2 separate regions of the Mus musculus genome follow, and region 1 is linked to region 2. A link is a contact called in public Hi-C data. All regions are on one chromosome and are shown on one strand. The core of a region is the stretch at or near the end of the contact, and the rest is flanking DNA. Distances in the headings are between cores, read along the strand shown. Region 1 holds the start of Ube2l6 (ubiquitin-conjugating enzyme E2L 6). Region 2 overlaps Zc3h15 (zinc finger CCCH-type containing 15).

Region 1 (4,890 bases), core at 687-3,186, 1.1 Mb after region 2:
CTTGTTGATCTTCCAGAGGACCAGAGGACTTGGGTTCAATTCCCAGCACCCACATGGTGACTGATGACTGTCTCTAGCCCCAGTTCCAGAAGATCTAATGCTCTCATTTGCTTCTGCTAGGCATGCAGGTAGTTAACAGATATATATGCAGGCAGGAATCCATACACATAAAATTAAATTAAATGATTTTTAAAAAATTAAAGGCCATTGTTAGCTGCATATCAAGTTTAAGACCAATCTGAACAACACAAAATGGTATTTAAAAAAAAAATACTGGGGCTGGAGAGATGGCTCAATTGTTAAGAGCACTGACTGCTCTTCCAGAGGTCCTAAGTTCAATTCCCAGCAACCACATGGTGGCTCACAACCATCTGTAATGAGATCTGGTGCCCTCTTCTGGTGTGTCTGAAGATAGCTACAATTTATTCATATATAGAAAATAAATAAATAAATAAATAAATAAGTAAAAAATACTGAAGGGAAATTTTCTCTCTGTGTTTCAACTGCTTGAGAGCCCCTCAGAGGACAAACACCACAATTTCTCCATCTGATGTGTTCCATCGATAGTACCTGGCACTTGGTGTTAACTAAGACTACTAACCAGAAATGGGTTCAAATGCCCTTATCTCCAAACTATATTTAGGGATTGCTGATGGTGTCCTGCTTATTGCTGGCATTTAGAAGGTATCTGGTTAAAGTTATTGAACTGAAAAAAGAACCCAGAATCTTTTTTTCTTTTTCAAGATTTACTTTATTTACTATATGTAAGTACACTGTAGCTGTCTTCAGACACACCAGAAGAGGGCGTCAGATCTCATTTCAGATGGTTGTGAGCCACCATGTGGTTACTGGGATTTGAATTCAGTACCTCTGTAATAGCAGTCAATGCTCTTAACTGCTGAGCCATCTCTCCAGCCCCAGAATCATTTTTCAAGCACATCCTATATGTAAGCAGAGCAGATATTTGGTTCCTGGACAGGAAAATAAAAATCATGTGACCTACTGGGTCAAAATCTTGGGCTTCAAAATATGCTAATTTCTGGGCTGGAATGGGTGAGGCAGGTAGGTGGATTCCCTTCTAACTCTAGAACTTCTTCCAGAGGCTGGGGGCTGCTATTACACCTTGGCCTCGACTTGAGCTGGGATGAGGGGGGTCTTTACTCTTGCGCAGAGGGCTAGAGACTTCTTGGCTGTTCATTTGGACACACAGTAGTTCCATAGTTTGTAATCAGTTGGTGATAAAATATAATAGGCTCCTGAAATCTATCTCGAGGCTTCAGCCACCCATCGTTTTCCCAAATTGCCACACAGCAGACACTTTCTATGTGTTCAGTAGAGTAAAACACAGAACGCCCAAAATAAAAGCGAATGAGTCCAACAGCGTCCTCTAGTGGTGCTCGGGCACCAAGCAACCTAAAAGAAGCATCGCTGCGTTTCTGCCCATCTGCTGGACTGTACCACTCAGGGAGCGGTCCTCGGAGGACATAAAGTCTATACTGACCCCCCCCCCCCCACTCTCTTTTAGAACGGAGCACTGAACCCACAAAGGCAAAGTGACTTGGCCCAGGATTCTGAGACTTTCTTTAGAGGTGGTAGGTTCACAATTCCATTGCGGAGGTCGCAGAGAGCCCTGCCCCGGAGCTACTTTGCATCAAGAGTATCTCATCTGTGCTTTGGGCGAGTTTGCTCTCAGCGTCCGGGGAGCTGACAGAGGCTGGAGATGAATCCCATCCTGGCTTCTACGAGATGTACCCCGCAAGATGCAGGAACCAAGAGGAGCAGTGCGCTCCACCGACGTAGTCTCTGATCTGCAAGGAGCATGAGTTGCTGAGATACGAGATCGCCAAGCTGGGCACTCGACTGCAGCCTCCAGATATCCACCAAAGGGGTGGGGAGCAGGTCTTTGCAGCTAGAGTCGGTGTGGGTGGAGTGGAGCGTGGGCGGGGCTCGGGAGCTGCAGTTCAGAGAGCGGTGTCCTGCTGGAATCTGCTGGTGCCCCACGCTCCAACCCGAGATGATGGCCAGCAAGCGAGTGGCGAAAGTAAGCCTATGTAGGATGACCCTTTCCTTGTGCCCCTTCCCGCCCTGCCCTAACCTTTCCGCCCTGCCCTAACCCTCCCCTGCCCCCTTGCTCTCTGAGCTTTTTTTGTTATTTGGGTACCAGGGCTGGCTGAAACTCAGGTATCCTCACCTTTTCCCAATGGAGAAATGGGAGGAGAAAGGCGCGGTGTGTGTGTGTGTGTGTGTGTGTGTGTGTGTGTGCGCGCGCGCGCGCGCGAGAAGGAGGGAGAAAGAGAGGAGGAAGGGAGGGGGCCTGATTGAGAAGGTCTGGAAAAAAAAGTTGTCATCAGCTTCAAAAAAAGTTGTCATCAGCTGTACTGGCCACGAGAATGAACTGGTCTTTCCAAATGGTTTCCAATGTATTGGGCTTTCCAAACTGGTTTCATTTTCAATTTCTGCTGGAAATTTATTAGTGGAACTTATCTAAGGCACAGGAAGGGCTCTGTTGCTCCGCCTAGTGGATACACCCATAATTTGATACCTACATTACCCGAGGCCACAGAAGAGTGATGTTGGGCGGTGGGGTGGTGAATGGACAGACCGTGAAATAAAACGTACAGACTAGTTCCTGGATGAGAAGTAACAATTTATGCTCTGAGTAGGTTATTTGTATGCAGTCCTGCTCCAGCTACTAAACGCCTACTTTGTACTAGCCCAGTGCCAGGCAGCAGGAGCAGAAAAGGAACAGAAATCTTGTTCCGTTTGAACGTTCATTTCTATGAGACACTATTTGGTACTATCTGAAAGAATGAAAAAAGGGCAGTTTCCTTAGGAATGTCTAGACCGCTGAATGGAGCCAGGATTAGAGATCGTGGAGGAGAAATGCTCGTGAGCCAGGGCTGGTACCGCTAGGCTTTGAGTCTCCCCGAAGTGCTCCTCTAGTCTGCAGAATTGAGGGGAAGGCTTCCTCAGGAGACAGAAGGGATGGTTGCTGGCCTCATGTTTCTCTCTCTCTCTCTCTCTCTCTCTCTCTCTCTCTCTCTCTCTCTCTCTCTCTCCCTTTCTTTCTTTCTTTCTTTCTTTCTTTCTTTCTTTCTTTCTTTCTTTCTTTCTTTCTTTCTTTCTTTCCTTCTTTCTTTCCGAGACAGGGTTTCCCTGGCTGTCCTGGAACTCACTTTGTAGACCAGGCTGGCCTCGAACTCAGAAATCCGCCTGCCTCTGCCTCCCCAGTGCTGGGATTAAAGGCGTGTGCCACCCAGCTGGCCTCATCTTTCAAAAAGAAAATTCTTTTGAGATGGAGAAGTCCAGAGCAGACCCAAAACAGAACTAAACTTTGTTGGTTTTAGGCTGGTACTAAATGGGGCAAAGGGTAATTTGCTACCTCAACGCTAAAAGGTAGACTGGCTTTTGTTGCTCCGGAATTGTCAGCACCAGGCAGTTTGTTTTATTTAACTCTTAGAACAACTGTGAGATAACTGTGTCTTCCCATTTCATGGAAGAGGAAACTGAGACATCAGGGAGAGTAACGTGGCTGGCCAGTGATATTCTGCAGAAGTAATGGGGCTGGAATTTGAGCCCAGACTGATAAGAGTCTAACTCACAGGGCTTTTCCTGCCTGTTTGCCTTCACTTTCATTTCTCCTAAGTCAGGTGACTTACTAGCTGGCTTTGGGAGGAGCTGTGTGCACTGGTGTGGGTTTCAGCAATCATGGAAAGTTCGTCAGAATTCATCAAAACACAGAAAATTCAAGTGTTAAGAGAGAAAATTTCCCTTCGGTACTTTTTTTTAATACCATTTTGTGTTGTTCAGATTGGTCTTAAACTTGATATGCAGCTAACAATGGCCTTTAATTTTTAAAAAATCATTTAATTTAATTTTATGTGTATGGATGTCCTGCCTGCATATATATCTGTTAACTACCTGCATGCCTAGCAGAAGCAAATGAGAGCATTAGATCTTCTGGAACTGGGGCTAGAGACAGTCATCAGTCACCATGTGGGTGCTGGGAATTGAACCCAAGTCCTCTGGAAGATCAACAAGTGCACCTCCCCACTGAGCCATCTCACCAGCTTAATTTCAGGATTCTTATGCCTCCATCTCATTCCCTAAGACATGGGATCATGGATGTGCACTGCTTTATCAAGTGTTGTACAGTGCTGAGGATTGAACCCAGGGTTTTGTGCACGCTAGACAAACACTCTACCAACTGAGCTGCATCTTCAGCCCAGAAAAATGTCCATTCAAGATCTATGTTATACCTAAGCCTTTGTTCTTGCCCAAGCTATGGCATGGGTTATGCTTGTGGTAAGATAGAATAGGCAATGAATGGTCATGGCTGTAGGTAGAAGGCATGAGAAGCCATTTGTTAGTGTGATTACATATGGAAGATGGGTTTAGTGATGAATGGGAGTGTGGCGTGCTTATATACTTGGGGGTCAGAGTACAGATGATGCACAGCAGTGAAGGACCCCACCCCCAAGCCCCTGGCTTAGGGGAACTTTCTACCTGCATGTACACAGGCCTTTCTCAACTTTCTCTCTGTTGACATTTGGGACCAGATCATTCTCTGTAGCTAGGATGTTTCATCAGCGTGGACTTTACCCGCTGGGTTGTGGCAGCACTCACCCCATCTGTGACAATAGAAAACGTTTCTAGATATTGGCAAAGGCGTCCTGATAGGTAAACACATCCCTGGATCAGAACCACTAGTTTGTATCTATTCATTGTCCCCAGCGTTGCCTTGAATATGTGACTGTTTTTCAAACCACCACCCCCTTCTCAAAATGAGAAGAACTGGAGTCCTGTGGGTGAGGTCCCTTGGTCAGATGCACCATGGTATAATGGGGACCCTGAGTGTGCTGGGAGTGTGGTGTAGGGCACCACCTATCT
Region 2 (4,942 bases), core at 1,890-4,389:
CTGAGATTGAATAAATATAAAATAGACCACAAAACAGTAAAATTTCCATTCAAAAATAAATGTTACAAAACATTATAGAATGTATTTCAGGCCACTTGGACCTATAACCACTTTTAATTAATGAGACTAAAGGGTTTTTTGTTTCGTTAATTTTTGTCACCTGACAGTGGAGATGACACTCAGAAGGGCAGAGGCAGGTAGAGCTCTGAATTCAAGAGTAGCCTGGTCTACAGAGTAAGTTTCAGGACTCTGGGCCTGCGCAGAGAAACCCTGTCTCGATCGAAAGACAACAGCAAAATTAAAGTTATTTATAATAGTCTATTAGCCCTAAAAATCATGAATATATTTTGTCTTCCTTCATCTCTAACAAGATTTCGTTGGTTTTCTAGGGGTTGTACCCAAGGCATCACATTCTAGGGGTGAATTCTACCACTGCTCTGTACAGTCTTAGTCAAGAAGGGTTGGTTGGTTGGTTTCTTTAGTGGTTGCAATATTTTTGTTTTTGAAGTAAAGAGAACTCAACTTTAGCTTTCATTAGTGAAGACATCTCCAAAGATACATTCATTAATGCTGACATGGTGGCATACACCTTTAATCCTACTGGGGAGGCAGAAACAGGTAGATATCTTAGAGTTCTAGGCAAACCTGGTCTGCAAAGCAAGTTCCTGGACAGCCTGGGCTCTGTTACACAGAGAAACCAGTTTCAAAAAAAGCAAAACAAATAAGATAAGTGCATTTAAAGAAAGTATTGATTAAAATTATCCTAATACATGCAGTAATAGAATTAAGCCTAGTTTGGTTTATTTTATAATTTCTCTAACACCGTAGCATGTCTTGACAACTTTTGGAGCTATGCAGTGAGTTTATATTGTGGCTTCTGAGTTGAATTTCATATAAAACAAACAAAAGAAAATTATGTGTGTTTCCTATTATTCTTTTAAGCTGTCTGGGATATCATGGATTTACTATGAGTATGTATTTTCTCCTTGAAATGAATATATCACATAGTATTGTAAAGTTGAAGTTTTATTCTCCATTCACATATTGTTCCCAAACAGTATATAACATTTGTTTACCTACAGCCAGAATAATACTTTGAAATCAGCTTTGAGCAACAGAAATTCTGATCGTAGACTAAGCAGAGCCTGTAATCGCAGCTGAGGCACAAGGATTTCAAGTTTGAGGCAAGCATAGACTACATAGTGAATTCCAGGTCAACCTTGGGTGCAGTACAAAATCCTGTCTTAAAGAACAAAAGAAAAATAAGTATAATTCTTGACTTGGGTTGGGGGTGTGTTTGGATTTAGGGCAAGCAGATTAAAAAAAAAAAATATGTCCTCTGAGGACATGCAGCTCTGAAGAATAGTAATCTAGACTGCAGAAAGGACCCAGGATTGTAAAGAGAACTGAGAAACTATTAGTTGCTGGTGAATTTCTTCTGAGGTACACAGTTGATTGCTTGAAGCTGAATACTTGCAAAGTGTCTCTGTTTCATAAATAGCCAACAAAATATATTAGGTTGTGTCTTCAGAGACAGGACTACTGAGTTATTGCGGTGTCAGCTTCTGCCTACCCTAGGGTCCCAAGTAATAAAACCTACTTACCTGAGAAGAACACCGTCAGCGTTGGCTTTTTTCCTGCTTCGTTTTTAATACCTTTAAGGAGCGGAAGCTGGCCTGTAAAAGGAGTAGGATTGCTTAAGGGTCAGAGGAGAAAGGAGGTCAGGGTTGTTAAGACTACAATTAGGTATGTGGAGAGGGAAGCAGTCCTTTCCTTACAGCCTCTTCTGAGCTCCTTTTCAATCGTCTTCGGAATTCATCCACTGAAATACACCCTTTTTCCCTGTAACTTTTGAAACCTTATACATTCAGTTATTTTGTAGTTTCGGATTCACTCTAACCTCCCTTTCCTACCTAATACTTTCCCACTCCTAAACCTGTGCCAACTTTTAGGTAAAATTTTTTCCCAAGCCCAGGGAAAGGCTTTATTGATAATTTAGGTTGTAAACCATCCAACTTTTAAGATGTACTAGTGTTATTTCAGTATGTTCTGTTTAGAAGACTTTGTAACTGGGGGTGTAGCTCAGTTAGAATGCATGCCTAGCACACATGAAGCCCCACGTTACTCTATAGGACGGCAGGAACTGGGTGGCTGTGGGAATGTTTCTGTAATTCTAGCACTGTGGAGATAGAAGCAAGGAAATCAGGTTCAAGGTCATCTTCAGCTATATATTCAGTTTAAGGACAGCATGGGATCCATGTGGGGGCTTGGGGGGAGAGGGGCTGCTTTTGGTAAACCATTCTCACCTGAATGGCTCTGAAAAAAAACATAGGCTTTGGTGGTGGGAAGAGCTTAGATCAAATATGCTCAAAAAGATCATTTTTAGTTGGCAGGTAGTCAGCTCTCAGTTTCTCAATACTGTGACGACAAAGGGAAAGCCATGTATAAATGATGCAAAGCTGCTTTATTTGTCTCAGATAAGTATTAGTACCTTTTATGCAACTGAGAACAGGCACAAAGATTAAATACATTGTCCAAGGTTACTGAACTGGCAATCAGGAAGCCAGGTTTAAACCCAGCAAGTAGGGCCCCAAGTCTTTGCTCTCAACCACTTTGTATAGTGCTTCACTGTTGTAAATCTTCTAATTCAGAAAGTTGAAGTTGGACTTACTTTTCCTATAGCACAGTTACCCAGCAAAGTTATGTTCTTAAATAGAACTTTGAAACATGTCAAAGTTTCTATGCTCACAATTGAGAGAAATAGTTGATTACATACTAAAGCAGTGAGATTAAACCTCGAAGCTTGCTGCTTCGTTTGTTGTTTTCCCTTTTCAGATCTGGAAGTTTATACCTCTCCTAGAAACTACTGTTGGAAATACTTTGCTCTCGAGCTGCCAGGTCCCTGTGTGCAACCTCCACCCCCTTTTTGTCCTTGTTTAAATCTTTCTGTGTCCGTATCTGCTTGGTCTTGTTTCGTCACGGTTTACTGCTTCTCTGTATTTGCATATAGGGCAAAGTACTTATAGGTGCTGATGCACTTTGGTCATCTTGTTTTACCTCGGGTCTCCTTTTTCGCTCCTGTAGCTCATTACTGTACAAAAAATGTAGAACATTTCATACTTGGTTGTAGCCCTTCCATCTGACACGTGAACCTTGACCATTTTACCTGGGAATCAGCTAGAATATTGAGCTTTTGTACAAACAGGGAATAGCTTGATCCAAACAATTTCAGCTTGTAAATGTGTTTCCTTTTTTCATACTCATAAACTTTAGAATATGCATGTATAATTTCTAATACCATGCTAGGGTACTAAAACATGAGGCAGGCCTGGCAGTCTTACATGCTTTCAATCCCAGTGTTTGGGAAGCATAGGCAATCAGATCTCTTGAGTTCAAGACCAGTCTGGTCTACAGACTGAGTTTCAGAACAGTCAGAGCTACATAGAGCAACCCTGCCTCAAAAATACACACACACATACATACATACATACATACATACATACATACATACATAGTAAAAAAACCGAAGGCAGATATTTAGAAAAGTTAAGTCAGTGGTAATGAGTGAAGCAGTATTTACCAGTGAATAATCACCTTTAGAATCAAAACAGCATTGAGCTTCTTACTGTTAAAAACATTGAAAGGCAGTATTGAGTTTACGATGCTTTAAGAGTATGCTTTATGGCTTCAGACAGTTCTTTTGATAGTTTTATTTCAGACTAAATGCTTTTCAGAGGATCTCAAGTTTCATTCAGAATACTTTTTTGCCTCATGTGAAACCATTCATAAGCAAGAGAATGTACAGATTTTGTTTTGAGATTTGGTGCTATCTGTAACATTGAGCTACATATTAAGGTCGGCAGCTCATGGCTGAGTTGGTAAATGATTTGGAACAGCAGGCAGGACTGAGTGCTCTCTGTTGTGAAGTAAACTTTCTCTGTAGAATTCTGGAAAACAAGGATAGGTGATACTACACAGTGTAGAAAGTGAGAGGCTGAAAACTTGAATAAAGATGTTAGAGTGGCTAGTAGTTAATACCCACTTCCACTCTGTAAGACAACTCTACCACAACAGGTGTATATACTCATTAGAGGGATGGAGAGGCGTTCTCTTCTCAAACACTAGGCACGGAGGCTATGGGGAAAATGGTTAAAATGCGAGACTGAAACCTGGTGTCGTGTGGCCCGTGCTTATTGTTATCCAAACACTCAGGGAACTGTGGCTCTCCTGGGCTACATACTAAGACTTGCCCTTTACCTTATCCCACCCCATTACACACACACACACACACACACACACACACACACGAAAAAGACCAAAATGGGCCTGGGAATGTCCACAAATGGATCTATGCCATAATCTTAAAAGATAACCGTCCACTACCTGTTTCTTTCCCTGCCCTACAGTCAAGCTTATTAATCCCCTAGCCAGATCCTTGCAGAGAAATGAAACTAAATAAATGAAAGAGATTTCAGATAGCAGTATCACCCATTCATGCTGGGGCAGATCTCACTGTATTGGTGGTTTCTTTGGGTTGCTGTAACAAATTACCCAAAAACTAATACAAAGCAATTTATTTTCCCAACCTAAGTGTCAACATGGTCATGTTTCCATTCTGAAGGCCACAAGGGAAGAAAGTCCTTGGCTTCTTCCTAGTTTCTGATGTCATCTAGCAAATTTTGGTATTCTTTAACTGGTGTTTGTGTTAATCCTCTGCTGTCTTTGCATTGCCTTTTTTCAATATGACGTTATTTGACCATTATATCCACAAAAACTTATTTCCAAATAAAGTCTCACTTAAAGTTTGATAGATATATAATATTATAGCCCCCTAAAACTGTGCATACATCCTTACCTATCTGAAATCCTTTCTAAGGTCTTTTGTTCAACATACTTGCCAAATATGAGGTATAGAGCTAAGGATCACCATAAGTGCTGATCA

Evidence for each region. A called contact is a pair of places that touch in the nucleus more often than the background predicts.
Region 1: a contact with region 2 is called in a Hi-C map of B cells, with 6 read pairs. The contact joins the promoter of Ube2l6 here to the enhancer-like site in region 2. A contact is called at or near these places in 5 of 39 promoter capture datasets (cranial neural crest, liver, neutrophils and 1 more), 2 of 484 Hi-C or Micro-C datasets (B cells and brain), 1 of 115 datasets of contacts at active chromatin or transcription factors (astrocytes) and 1 of 9 other capture datasets (liver).

What each region holds. Positions count from the first base shown.
Region 1 is chr2:84,796,892-84,801,781 of GRCm38.p6, forward strand. Ube2l6 (ubiquitin-conjugating enzyme E2L 6) reads left to right here and starts at 1,937. Exons shown (of 4, transcript NM_019949.2): 1 at 1,937-2,041. The coding sequence starts at 2,015.
Region 2 is chr2:83,646,137-83,651,078 of GRCm38.p6, forward strand. The region is part of intron 1 of Zc3h15 (zinc finger CCCH-type containing 15); the gene reads left to right. Among named protein-coding and RNA genes, the nearest start is that of Zc3h15, 4.0 kb to the left of the region's middle. Within about 2 kb of position 3,140, at least 17 of the 459 cell types and tissues checked have an H3K27ac peak or open chromatin away from gene starts, as enhancers often do. A contact at or near this core is called in B cells, where this site is marked.